Linked DNA regions of Mus musculus: region 2 is linked to region 1. The links are chromatin contacts, called in public HiChIP or PLAC-seq maps. All regions are on one chromosome and are shown on one strand. Each heading gives the region's core, a stretch centred on a gene start, on an enhancer-like site or on the middle of the called end of the contact. The rest is flanking DNA. Distances are from core to core; before and after follow the strand shown.

Region 1 (6,587 bases), core at 1,598-4,097:
ACCCTGTCTTTAAAGTTGTAATACCCAGTGTGGGGGAGCTCAGTAGTTAGAGTTCATACTGCAAGAAGACCTGAGTTCAGATCCTGGCACCCACATCCACAGGTGCATAGCAGCCTGTAACTCCAGCTCTGACACCTGCTTCTGGCCTCCTAGGGCACCAGTGCTCATGAGAACACACCCCAACTACTACATACATATATAAACATTGTCTTTAACCTTCCGAAGAACAGGGGTTGGGTGTATAGCTTGGATAGAACTTACCTAGCTTGGATATAGCTTACCTAGCATGCATGAAACCCGAGGGTTTGGGCCCAGTACTATGTAAAAAAAAAAAAAAAAAAGGTATGGGGGTGCATGCCTGTAATCTCAATCCTCAGAGGTAGAAGTAGGACGGTCAGAAGTTCAAGGTCAACCATGGGCTACATACTGTGTTCCAGGCCAGCCTGGACTACAGGAGAGTGTGTCTCAAAATACATAACATAAATACTGACTTACATAAAAAAAGAAAATGCAAAATTAATCCAAAGACTAGGGGGAACCGAATCCAGAGAAATGGTGTGTGCATATATATCTTATACATACATATATATCTTTTACAATTCAATAAATAGAATACAGTTAAAACCATAGTGCGATATGATTTCAGAACTACCATGGCTAAAATTAAAAAGACCGACAGAGCCAAGTGTCTCCATATATATGTGTGTGTGTGTGTGTGTGTGTGTGTGTGTGTGTGTGTGTGTGTGTGTGTGTGTGTGTATAGGCAACAGAATTGCCACCTATTTCCGTGTGGGGAAGGAATGAGGCACAGGCTTTTGGAAAACTGCCGGGCGGTCACATCTAGAAACTTGCCCCAAAGCAATGGAAGCCTGCGGACACAGAAAGCCTGCGGACACAGAAAGCCTGCGGACACAGAAAGCCTGCGGACACAGAAAGCCTGCGGACACAGAAAGCCTGCGGACACAGAAAGCCTGCGGACACAGAAAGCCTGCGGACACAGGAATCTTGCACGCAGGCCTCTTTTCCAAACAGTCCCCTCTTCCCCTCTGGAAACAACCCAAATGTCCATCAGCGGGTGAAAAGACAAACTGTCATGGCCATACCGTGGAATAAAAAGCAATGATGAACTATGGACACACACAAAGACTCGGACCTCAAAACCAGCACGCTGAGCCCAAGGAGATGTACCTAAAACCTCTGTGTGCTCCCATTCGCACCAACTCTGGAGCGGGTGAAAAGAATCTAAACTGACAGGAGGCTGATCTGTGGTTGCCTGGAGCTGGGGGGAGGAGCAGAGGGAGGGGAGTGACCACAAAGGAAGAATAGGCGGGTGGATTAGGAATGGCGGGACTCTTCTGTATCTTGATAGCCCGGATGGGTGTAAAATCGGCCAGCTCAAGCTGGGGCTGTAGCTCCCTTAGTTAAGCACTTACCCTAGCACTTGGTGCCCTGGGTTCTATATGCGGGCCTACTAAATAAATGCCTAAACAAACCTGATGGTGCCTTTAGTTTTAGGCACATTATAACTCAATTAGAAACAAAAACTGTTGTTCTTTTTAAAAGTGTCTCCTGTGACCTGAAACTTCTGATTCACCCACCTCCTCCTCTCCAATCGTGGAGTCGCAGGTGGGAACCACCTCACTGTGTTTATAGGGTCCTGCACAAGCTCTCTATTTTCTGAGCAACACCCCACCCCAGCCCGATAAGAGTAGTTTTTAAGAGACACCGATCCTGGCCTTTTGTCCTTTTTTTCAACAGACACAAGCACTGGTCTGTATTATCGGGTCTGGACAACACCTAAATGTTTAAATGCTTACTGAAATTCCTGTATAACTAACTCTTCCTCTCAGGTGAGTAAGGGGAGTTTGAAACCAGCTGTGGTCCAAGAAGACTCCACTTTGCCAACTACTGTGTCCTCTGGTTGGTCTCCCTGCCAAGCCCCGGTAGGAAGCTGGAGGAAGGGGACCGCTGGAGTGGGATAGATCCCCATACAAGGGAGGTTGCGGGTATGAAGAGGCTCAAGTGGGGTGAGGCCAAAGGCAGAGGAGGTTGCCACGGGGATGGGGGTGAGCAAGAGGTTGTCAGGCAGTGTGGGGAAAGAGAGGCTGCAAGCATGAGAAGCTATGGGGTTAGGGGGAGGTTGGGGGGGGGGGGGTTGAGGAGACAGGGAGGCTGCAGATAAAAGGAAAGCTGCAGGTGGGCATGGGAAGGCTGGAGGCCCGCATAGGGGTTGCAAGCATGGGCAATGCAAAGGCATGTGTGGGCGCATGCACGTAGGGATGCCCAGCTCACTGGGAGCTGAACACTGGCCTGCGTGGCAAGCGCAGCACTCCGTAGGTGTTGAGGCCCGGTACGTCGAAGCCCGGCGCCAACCCGTGGCGATCCAGTGGGTAGAACCGCACCAGCTGGCCGTGCTGGGACTCCAGAGACAACCAGGCGTCGGCGAGCGGCAGCGCGCACGGGAACTCGCGCGCCACGTGCAACTGGAAGACGCGGCCGCGCACGTGGCGCAGGGCGAGCGATCGGAAGGCGGCGGGCACGAGCGCCTCCACGCGCGGCCCAAACTGGCGCAAGCGCAGCTCGCCACGCGGCCCGGCGGCGCGCACCTCGTAGAAGGTGCGGTTGGCGAAGGTGAAAAAGCCAGCGAACGGGCGCGCGCGGGGCGGGGGCGCGGGGGCAAGCTCAGCCTCTCGCAATGCGCGCTCCAGGGCTGGCAGCAGCGTATCCAGGGCGTCAGCCACCAGGTCGCGCGTGGGAGGGCGAGGCCCGGCTAGCAACAGCACAAATCCCAAGCGCAGCGGTGGCACGAGCGCCAGGCTGGCGGCATAGCCGTCCAAGTCGCCATCCTTGCGCGCCACGCGGTATCCACGCCTCTCGTGGAACTCCCAGGGTGTACCGGTTTCACTAGCAAAGTAGCCGTGGGCGCAGGCGCGTAGTGGTGCTAGCAATGTGGCCAGGCTGTCGGGCCGTAGCAGCCGTCGGGGACCTGCACCCAGGAGCGCAGCCGCAAGCCTGGCCAGGTCTGCAGCTGTCGAGTACATCTGGCCCGATGGCCGGTACCAGCCCAGATCGTAGAGCGGGGCGGACCTGCCGCTGCCATAGAAGCCAGCAGCCAGACGTGCACGCACTGTTCCTGTCAGTGCAAAGCCGGTGTCACTCATCCCCAGCGGTTCCAGCACCTGCTCAGACACCCAGCGCTCATAGTCGCCCTGTGCCCTGTGCGCAGCCAGCACATGGGCTAGGAGAGAGAAGGCCAGCGTGCTGTAGTGGCATCTGGAGGGAGAAAGGGGGCAAGGATAGGGTGCTCTACATGATCTCCAGGACAGTGTGGTGGCACCAGGAGGGAGAGAAAGGAAGCAAGGCCAGTCTAGTATTTGGCGAAGCAGAGGGAAATCTGGCCCTGTCCACTTGTCTTATCCCTCACTCCCTACCCCAAGTTCGCAAAGCTAAACTTCCTGTTCATAGGTCAGACCTTTCTTTAACTGTTTACTATTGATATCCATCATGGCAAAACTCTATTTGTGTCGTTTATTTCTTCGCTGTGACTCCCTCACCAGTGCAAACTGTAAAAAGGGCCTTCGTCATTGTGGTGGATTAAATTTGCTTGGCCCTTGGGAAGTAGAACTATTAGGAGGTGTGGCCTCATCGGAGGAGGTGTGGCCTCATTGGAGGAATTGTAGGTGGGCTTTGAGGCCTCCTATGCATAAGCTCCGCCCAGTATGGCATTACAATCCCCTTCTGCTGTTTTCAGCTCAACATGTAGAATTCTCAGCTCCTCCAGCACCCTATCTGCCTGCACACTGCCTTGCTTTCCATTATGATGATAGTGGACTCAACCTCTGAAGCTGTAAGCCATTTGAACTTCAAATGAAATGTTTTCCTTTATAAAAGTTGTTTTGGTCATGGTGTCTCTACACAGCAGTAAAAACCTAACTTAAGATGTGTTTGCTGCTGTAGCCAGATGCAGTCTCCTTGATTGCTTCTGGTGTCTTGTTTTTGGTTTTGGTTGGTTGCTTTAGAAAATCTCATTGTGTAACCTAAACTGGCCTGCATCTCTCTAGTCCCTGTCTCTGCTTCCCAAATGTTATGATTAAGTAGATTCTTTTTTGTTTTTTTAAGATTTATTTATTTTATGTATAAGAATGTTCTGTCTGCATGTACACCTGTGTGCCAGAAGAGGGCATCAGATCCCATTATTGAGAGCCACTATGTGGTTGCTAGGAATTGAAGTCAGGACCTCTGGAAGAACAGCCAGTTCTTAACTGCTGAGCCATCTCTCCAACCCCCAAGTAGACTCTTAATAAATCCAGTTGATGAGGGACAGGGAGACTGGAACAGACCTGGGTTCTGGGTCCAGCTCTCCCAAACCTTGCTATGCTTGCCCCTACAGGCTTTAGTCTTTCTGGGTATCTGATGGACTCTATTCAGCGATCCCCAGAACCTTCCTGACTCTGACCATCTGGTAGGATGTGTGGCTGGACTTCAGGGCACGCTCCTCACCTGGTTCCTGGGTCAGCCACCAGGACATCATCCTTGAGCAGGCTCAGAGCCTCCTGGGTGCTGCCCCTCCACAGCAGTGAAGTGCCCCGGAGTCTTCGGGGAAGTCCTGGGAAAGAGCAGTGGTCAGACCTGCAGGACCTGTGCACTGCTAGAGAAGTCCCTTCCCTAGAACAACACTCAGTCATTTCCCCCATGCCTCCCACTGCAGCCAGCCACCAGCTCCCCTTCCTAGAAGCAAACATTCTTGTCTCTTTCTTCTCTCTACTCTCCCTCCCAAGTGTTGGGATTGCCGGCAGATACCACAAAGCCCAGCCCTTCCACAGGCATTTACTACATCCTGAAATATTTAATACTTAGGGCTGGCAAGATGGCTTCTCTGCTAAAGGTGCTTGCCAACAATCCTTGAGTTCAATCCACAAAATGCCCATGGTGGAAAGAACTCCCACAAGTTGTCCTCTGACATCCATTCAAGTATCATAGCATGCACGTCGCCCCCCCCCCACCGAGACAAATTAAAGATGTAAAAAAGAATAATATTTATATAATACACGGCATGTTATATAATCAAGTACATTACACCCGCCTCATCATAAACAGGTTTTTATAGTTAGTGTATTTATATATTTTTATGTTTATTTCTGTAGTATATATATATACATGTACTTTCTCCTTAACATTTTATTTCATATCAGTGAACAAAGAACATTATCATTTAGAGCTATATAGAATTTTATGCCAAAGCCATTCCCCTAGTGAGGAACATGTAGGTTATTTTATTTTATTTTATTTTATTTTATTTTATTTTATTTTATTTTATTTTATTTTATTTGGTTTTTCGAGACAGGGTTTCTCTGTGTAGCTCTGGCTGTCCTGGAACTCACTCTGTAGACCAGGCTAGCCTCCAACTCAGAAATCCTCCTGCCTCTGCCTCCCAAGTGCTGGGATTAAAGGCGTGCGCCACCACGAGGTTATTTCTCCTTGTTTTGGTTTTGGTGTTTTAAGAGGGTCTCATGGGAAGCCAGGCTGGCTTTGAACTCACTATGTAGCCCAGGATGCCCTTGAACCCCTGATTCTCTTACCTCCTCTTGCGAGTGCTGAGCTTCAACTCTGTGCCCCCACACTGGCTCCTCTCTCCTTACTGTAAACACTAGGCAGTGAATAATTGCGAGCATGCTTCACGCTACACAGGGTGAGGTCACCTTCGGTAGAATTTTCTAGAAATAAAATTTCTCACTCACGGGGACTATGTGCCCTTTTCTCTACAGCGGGAGCTTGGTTCATTGCACTGCTGATCTCCAGTCGACTGTGACAAACAGCCTGGCTTGGAGACAGCACTTGGGAGGTGGAGGCAGGAGGATCAGGATTTCAAGGTCATCTTCAGCTACATCGAGAATGTGAGGAAAGCCTGGGCTAAGAGAAACCCTAACTCAAAAAAAGACAAGGCGAGAAAACGATTGTGAGACATGTTTGAATTGGCCTTCACATAGGTTTTATCCATTGGTTTGTTTACAGTGCGCTGGGGAGGGGGGGGTATCTTAGGGTTTCTATTGCCGTGCTGAAAACCATGACCAAAGCAACTTGGGGAGAAAAGGCTTTATTTGGCTTACGCATCACACTTCATCGAGGGAAGCCAAGGCAGGAACTAAAACAGAGCAGGAACCTGAAGGCAGGAGCTGATGCAGAGGCCATGGATGGGTGCTGCTTACTGGCTTGCTCCTCCTGGCTTGCTCAGCCTGCTTTCTGAAAGAACCCAGGACCACCAGCCCAGGGATGGCTCCACCCACAATGGGCTGGGCCCTCTCACATCAATCACTAGTTAAGAAAACAGCCTACAGGCTTGTCTGCACCCCAATTTATGGAGGCATTTTCCTAGTTAAGATTCCCTTCTTTCAGATGACTTTAGCTTGTGTCAAGTTGACATAAAACTATCCAGCACAGAGGGTCATCAGTTTAAATTCCCTCCTCTGGTGTAGATGAGGACGCTATCTCTGTGGTTTCTCCATTCACTGTACCTATACGATTTTGATCTTTGTTGGTCTGACAGGGAGAACGTGTGTCTGTGTAGTTTCTTGTTTTCTCTCGCCTGA
Region 2 (6,587 bases), core at 1,948-4,447, 660 kb before region 1:
GTTTCTGGTCACATTTGAAGCAGCAGCAGCAGCAGCAGCAGCTGTTTCTCCCTAGGTCCAGATCCTCCCCCTCCTCCGAAGCTCGATGAGGTTCAGACTCTTTCGAGGCAGGGTTTCTCTGTGTAGCCCTGGCTGTCCTGGAACTCACTCTGTAGACCAGGCTGGCCTCGAACTCAGAAATCCGCCTGCCTCTGCCTCCCGAGTGCTGGGATTAAAGGTGTGCGCCACCACCGCCCAGCCGGGGTTCAGACTCTTGAGAGCTAATTGGATGGGAGTCTCTTCTCCGCCTTCGCCTGGCATTCTTGCCAAACTAGGGTGAAAACGGGCATCTAAGCAGACTGAGAACCTGCAGTCACGTTCCGTTGACTAGCTCCCAGATTCTCCGAGGACACCGTTAGAGTCCGTGTGTGGTGCCACCATCGTTGTCCAGCTCTGCCCTTTGTCCTGACATGGAGGACAGTGCATGGCCTCTTGCGAAAGACGACAGGAGAGGGAACTACGTTCTGGATACCGACCTGCACTGTGGTTTGGTTCTTATAACAACCCTCAGCTGCTCCGAGTGGGAAGGCTGAGACTCACAGGAGCTAACCTATCTGAGGTCACCTGGCCAGGATGGGGCAGGAAGGGTGCACACCCAGATCTCTGCAGCTTTAGGCCCCAGGCTTCTCTTACCATGGGTCTGGGGCTCTCTCTTCTTGCTCCCTTCCGATGTGAATGACTGAGCTGCCCCCGCTCTGAGCCTCTTTTTGGAACAGCCTGACTTCATCCACAGCTCCACATCGTCACAGTCGCTTCTCTGCTCCATCTGCTGCAGCTCCATGGTGATGAGGAGGGTAGCTGCCCACCATGTCACAGGTGGCTCCATCACCTGCGATGGATGGTTTTAAGAAAGGGATGGGGCTGGGAAGGGGTGACAAGGGGTCGATACTGCAGGAGGGGCTAGAAGATGGAAGAAGGGGGGGGGGGATGAAGGAGATTCAGATAGAAGACCCTGCTGGTCCTAGTGCCTGCTGAGCCTGCAAGACCAGGGCCTCACAGTGCCACCCTTTCTGTCCCACCACACGTTTTCTGACTGATAAGGAAAGGGCCAGGATGCTTACTGGCTTGTGACTGTCATCTGTACCTTTCAGGGGTCTCCCCAGCCAGCAGACTCCACCGTCATCCTCACTTGGTCCTCCATAGTGGGGAGATGGAGAATTGATGTGCAGAGACAAACTTCAAGACCTAGTCTGGCTCTGGCTCCGTGGCCCTCCTCTGTTTTCAGGAGGGAGCCAGACATTACTGACTTGCTTCAGGTTCTCAGGCTGCTGGCCGAGGAGCTGTCAGGGGACAAGCTGTGTATTTCTATTCTCAAGTTAGGTGCTAGCTGAAGTCAGCCCTGCCGAGGGGTCTGCTTGTTTCTGGGCTTATACGGTTTGTTTCCCAGTTTCCCAGCGAAACATCTGTTTTGGATGTAACCTCCTGTTTTGTTTGAACTACAGGGGGAAAGGACTCCTCTCATCTATATACCTTAGTCTATGCTGAATCTTCTAGACCAGTGGTTCTCAGCCTTCCTAACGCTGTGACCCTTTAATACAGTTCGTTATGTTGTGGTGACCCCCAACCATAAAATTATTTCATTGCTACTTTATAACTGTAATGTTGCTACTGTTATGAATGATAATATAAATATCTGTGTTTTCTGGTGGCCTTAGGTGACCCCCTGCGAAAGGGTCGTGACCCTCTTGGGATTAAGAGATCTGTGGTTCTAGAGCCAAGTGTCATGTAGCCCAAAAGTAGTAAAGGGTTTAGATGGTAGATTGACAGCCCCTGGGTCCTACAAGCAAGAACATGACAGTCTATCTGGCAGTTTGGAACGGGGACAGAGTCTGCCATAGCATCTGGGTGGCGGCTTCAGAGGGCTCCTCTTTCCTGTTCCAGCTTCCTCACCCTCTGCCTTGAAGAGAAAGCTGTGTGCAGGTTCCCTTATGGAGATCAGTACAGCCATAGATGATGCTGTGTTGTAGGGGTTGTGGGGAGGGAGTGGGGGGAGGGGAGGTTAAAGGCTCTGTGGCCCTCTGGCTAGGAAGCATCAGAAGCAAGTGTGGTGGCACTGGGCAAGGCCTCTGCTGACAAACTGGCATCTGATCAGAAAGCCAGAGCTCTGGGCTTGGTCCTGAAGCAAGTGTCTTCCCTTCTGTGGGCTTCAGTCTTCAGCTTAAGCATAGAAACCATGCCTGCCTCAGCGCTGTCTCACAGGAAATCCTTATGTTCAGCTATTTGTGTCTAAGACGGACGCTGGTGGGTGGTTTTCATGGTGCCAAGCACTGGTGACCCACTCAGTGACCCAAAGGTGACCTGGCCCAATCAGAGGTGTGTGTGGTCCTCGCTTTCCCAGGTGGAAGCTCCCGGGAGGCTGTTGTCCTTTTGTGGCCAGTGTGTCTCACAAGGGCCCTGTGAAGGCGCAGTGGGTGAGGAGCGGGAGTCTTTGGGCAGGGAAAGAACCAAACTGAAAGTAGAGGGCGTGATCCTAAACTGATGTCCCAGAGCTAGTAGGTCTGACGAAGGCGAAACTTGTCTGGAATCCAGAAGTGGGGTCTGAGAAGGGACTTGTCTGTCCCAGTGATCACTGAGCCGAGCTGTCGAAGCTGACAGAATAGCCTCTGTCCCCAACCCCCAGCTTGTGGCCGTCTTCCTCCGCACCATCTCCTCCCTTCCATTTGTCAGTCTTTGGGTCTCTGCTTGTTTCTTCTCATGTACTAGCCTTCCCACTTTGTCTTGGGAATTCACCTTTAACCTCACCAGGTCTTGAGGGTGCGGATGGGGCTAGATTTTGGCCACACTTCAGGACCCAATCTGTTCTTTGACTAGATTGGTGACAACTTTTTGAAGGCAAGGGCCTGGGGTCACCTGCCTGTTGGCTCCCAACCCAGCATGGAGCCTGCATCCTTGGGCCAGACCAAAGGATCCCGCTCCCGCTGGCTAAGATGGCAGAGGCCTTCTCCCTCACAGGTGGCATGGGTGGAGGCGTGTGCTGACTCAGAACGCACCGCTCCGTGTGTCCAGCTTCCTCTTCCCTGCTGGCCCAAAGCATGGGAACAGCGGCAGTCTTTCTGGGGCAGCGCGGGCATCTGGCCAGAGCATGCTCTGTTGGGCACTGTCAACCCTTCAGTGAGGCTGGGTCCCGCTTTTAACCTAGAGAAGGCCCCGGGTTGCAGATGTTGTTCTTGGCGGACCACCGGGCCCCTCAGCAAACAGGGAGGCGAGTGTGCACCCGGCCTGGGCCTGTTTGTGTTGGCCCTGCCAGGCGGGGGGATTAGCTCAGCTGGGCTGCTAATTGCCTCCGAAGTGCCGGCCGGGATGCTGACAAGGGCTGGGCCTTTAGTCCCCTTCTCTCTAAGCAGGCACCATGCCAGCCTTGGGGTCCTGGCCCTAAAGGGTCCCTTCTCTCCTCCCCTGTCAACGCCTGCTTGGCCTGCACCCTTGAGAAAAGGGTAGGGGGTCATCAGTATCGACTCAAGAAGAAATGGGGGGTGCCTGTGAGGTCACCCCCTGGAGAAGGCCAGGCCACACTCCTCACCATTCTCTCCTGCATTCTTAGATACTCACCCCACTTGGAATCAGTGTCGAAGCTCAGCACTTCCTGCTCCGAACTAAGAATCTGCTGAACTCCTTACAGCAGCTGCCACCCATAGAGCCTCGGCACCTTCCCACGCCTCTCTGTCCCTCCTGTGTGTCCTCCCTATCTCCCGCCCTCTCCTCACTCAGTTTCTACCCCATCTTAGTATGAGTACCCTTTGTATTCTTGGCCTCGATTGGCAGAGTTGACCAGAGCTACCTTTGGTATCGCCATACATCCCGTGGAGGAGGGCTTGTTTGCTCTCTATGGCATTTTCTTTTTTTCTTTTCTTTTTTCTTTTTTTGGTTTTTTGAGACAGGGTTTCTCTGTACAGCCCAGGCTGTCCTGGAACTCACTTTGTAAACCAGGCTGGCCTCGAACTCAGAAATCCGCCTGCCTCTGCCTCCCGAGTGCTGGGATTAAAGGTGTGCGCCACCACGCCCGGCTTCTACACACTCTACCCAGACACCATTGAGCCCGAGTTCCCAGGACATGACCCAGCCTGGGAGCTGAGTGCCATCCACTCTACAGCACCTACGGCACGCCCACTGCAGCTTTGAGGTTCCTGCCTGCACCTCCAACTATGCTCCTTTCCCCTGTTTCTTGACCACCGTGGAGTGGAGTGGCTCATAGCAGTTTCTAGGCTGCTCTCTGGCCTCAGCTTCCTAGATGCTGCCTGAGTGTCTGGTCCTGATGATCTCAACTCTGGGCGGCTGGTGTCCCTTTAGCTTTGTATTCCTCTGTCTTCTTCACTATATCTCCAGGAAACGCATCCTGTTATATATCCCCATATGAAGCCTGTGGTGGGAAGCGCCATATTGCAGAAGAGGAAATGAGCTCCACAGAGGACAGCAGGTCATCTAAGGGACATGGTAGCATGGCGGTTCTCACAAACCCCATGTTTGTGACTGCAATCTCCTCTGAGCTCCCCTCTGCTCCACCATCCCAGGTCCTCCCCTGACCTCATCCTGCCTGCTGGTCAAACACACATTGGCCTGCCACTCAGAAAGCACACTCCTAGCGTCAGCAGGTGTTTGGGTTAGCAGCCCAGCTGTGCTGTGTCTGATGAAATGTCTCATCATTTCAAGTAGGAACAGACCGGTGAGAATGAGTGAGGACTTCACCACTAAGGATAGGGGTTCCCAGGGTCTGTGTGTGTGCGCGTGTGCGTGCGCATGTGTGCGTGTGCACGCGAGCACGCGCGCAGTGTCATGTCATTGTCCTATAAACACCCCCATCCCTTCATTTGACTGGTTTCATTTCTCTAATTCCCTTCTGGCCACAGGTCTCTGGTTCCTTCATCTCAAGATGGGAATGCGATTCTGTTCCATTGTCCCCTATGTCCCGCATTGATCAACACCTGTTTTTATCAGGTTTCTACCCCCTCCCCCCCCCACACCCACCCACCCACCCCCCCCCCCCCCCCCCACACACACACAAACACTTGAAATGAGTGATCAATTAAGTCAGGGCAAAGTTCACATAGCTGTTCATGGGAGTAGTGAGGTGTAGACCAAGTTGCTGTCGATGGTTTCAGACAACGTTGGGTAGGTCCTGATAGGCCGCAGTCCAGTTCTTTAGAGGCAGAAGGGCAGGGGCGGGATGTTCCCATACTCAGAATTTGCTCTATAAATACTTACTTAGCAAATACTACCTGCTTTACCCATGTGCTTCTCGAAGCATCCCTCTTCTCCCTATTCTCTCTCTCTCTTTTTTTTTTTTTGGTTTTTCGAGACAGAGTTTCTCTGTGTAGCCTTGGCTGTCCTGGAACTCACTCTGTAGACCAGGCTGGCCTCAAACTCAGAAATCCACCTGCCTCTGCCTCCCTAGTGCTGGGATTAAAGGCGTGCGCCACCACTGCTGGGCTAAAGGAAATGAGTATTCTTTTTTTTTTTTTTTTGGTCCCTATTCTCTTAAAAAAAAAAAAAAGAAAGTCACAGCTACAAATTGGCAGATAGAGAAATAACCATTTTTATCGTGCATCTCAGACTATGCCGTGGGGATGTCACAATGCCAAGGAGCCTCATATAAAAACTGGAGGACGGGGTGGGGCAGCACGGTAGAGTAGCAGCATCCGGAGCTGGCTTTTCCAGCCCTGGCCTTGGAGGAAGGAATGCCACTTTTGCCTTGTGACAACAACAGTAGAGAGTGGTTCAGGTAGGAAGTGGACCTTCTGGACAGCTTCCTGGGTCCTGTGGGACCCAAATATGCTGAGCTACGTCACGCCTTTGCCAGCTCTTTATATTTGAGACAGTTTGGAGCTGGACAAGTCCAGTGAAGCTCCCCCCCCCCCTCCCACGTCCCCCACCATGGCTGTGAATTTCTTTGGCCTGGGCAGTGGTTCTAGCCTGTGGTCTGATTCACCTAGTCACAGCCTGCAGGACTCTGAGAGGATCAGCACAGGGGAGCTAGGGACCCGCCTTCTTGGTATAGTGTCCACAAAATGACAAGCAGTCTCGACCCCACTGGATGTGGAACTTGGCTCAGCATTCTCTGAAGGGGTGGCCCCATGCTTCCTTAGTTTGGGCCTGGCTCTGTGTATGTGTGTGTGTGTGTGGGGTCCTCACATCTTCCCTGGTGCTGAACTAAGTCTACCAGAGGATCAGTGGGCCCAGCCGGGCAGCTGTGGGGACCCTTGGTCAGCTCAGCTTTCATCCACATCAGAGACGGCCTGCCCAAGATTATCCTTGCATTTGAATGTGGTTCCAGCATCTCACTTGGTTTTGGCTGCCTCTTCAGATGGACAATGAGCAGAGAGCTTGGATGGGGGCCAAGGGTGTTGACCCTCTTCGTCAGGGAGCCAACGCCAGAAAGGCACAAACCACAGGCCCAGAGGAGAGTTTGTGCAGGCCTGCGCCCCGTATTCAGAATCCTGGATTTGGCGTTTGCACCACCCAATAGCAAAGAGCTTGGGATTGCAGAGTTCCCAAGGGGATCTCAGAGTGGAAGCATCGAACCTGGAGTCCTGGACATGGGAGCCACTTGGACA

The links. HiChIP or PLAC-seq counts read pairs in DNA pulled down with a chosen protein or histone mark.
Region 2: a contact with region 1 is called in an H3K4me3 HiChIP or PLAC-seq map of forebrain, with 6 times the contacts expected there. The contact joins two enhancer-like sites. A contact is called at or near these places in 7 of 484 Hi-C or Micro-C datasets (the G1E-ER4 cell line, cerebellum, cerebral cortex and 1 more), 5 of 115 datasets of contacts at active chromatin or transcription factors (differentiating embryonic stem cells, embryonic basal ganglia, embryonic midbrain and 2 more) and 1 of 9 other capture datasets (embryonic stem cells).

What each region holds. Positions count from the first base shown.
Region 1 is chr4:136,633,786-136,640,372 of GRCm38.p6, reverse strand. It overlaps Lactbl1 (lactamase, beta-like 1), which reads right to left. Exons shown (of 8, transcript NM_001243262.1): 7 at 4,501-4,606; 8 at 2,263-3,273. The coding sequence ends at 2,289. Among named protein-coding and RNA genes, the nearest start is that of Lactbl1, 14 kb to the right of the region's middle. Within about 2 kb of position 2,847, at least 76 of the 459 cell types and tissues checked have an H3K27ac peak or open chromatin away from gene starts, as enhancers often do. A contact at or near this core is called in cerebral cortex and forebrain, where this site is marked.
Region 2 is chr4:137,298,466-137,305,052 of GRCm38.p6, reverse strand. It overlaps Wnt4 (wingless-type MMTV integration site family, member 4), which reads right to left. Exons shown (of 5, transcript NM_009523.2): 5 at 5,552-6,587. Among named protein-coding and RNA genes, the nearest start is that of Wnt4, 24 kb to the right of the region's middle. Within about 2 kb of position 3,197, at least 19 of the 459 cell types and tissues checked have an H3K27ac peak or open chromatin away from gene starts, as enhancers often do. A contact at or near this core is called in cerebral cortex and forebrain, where this site is marked.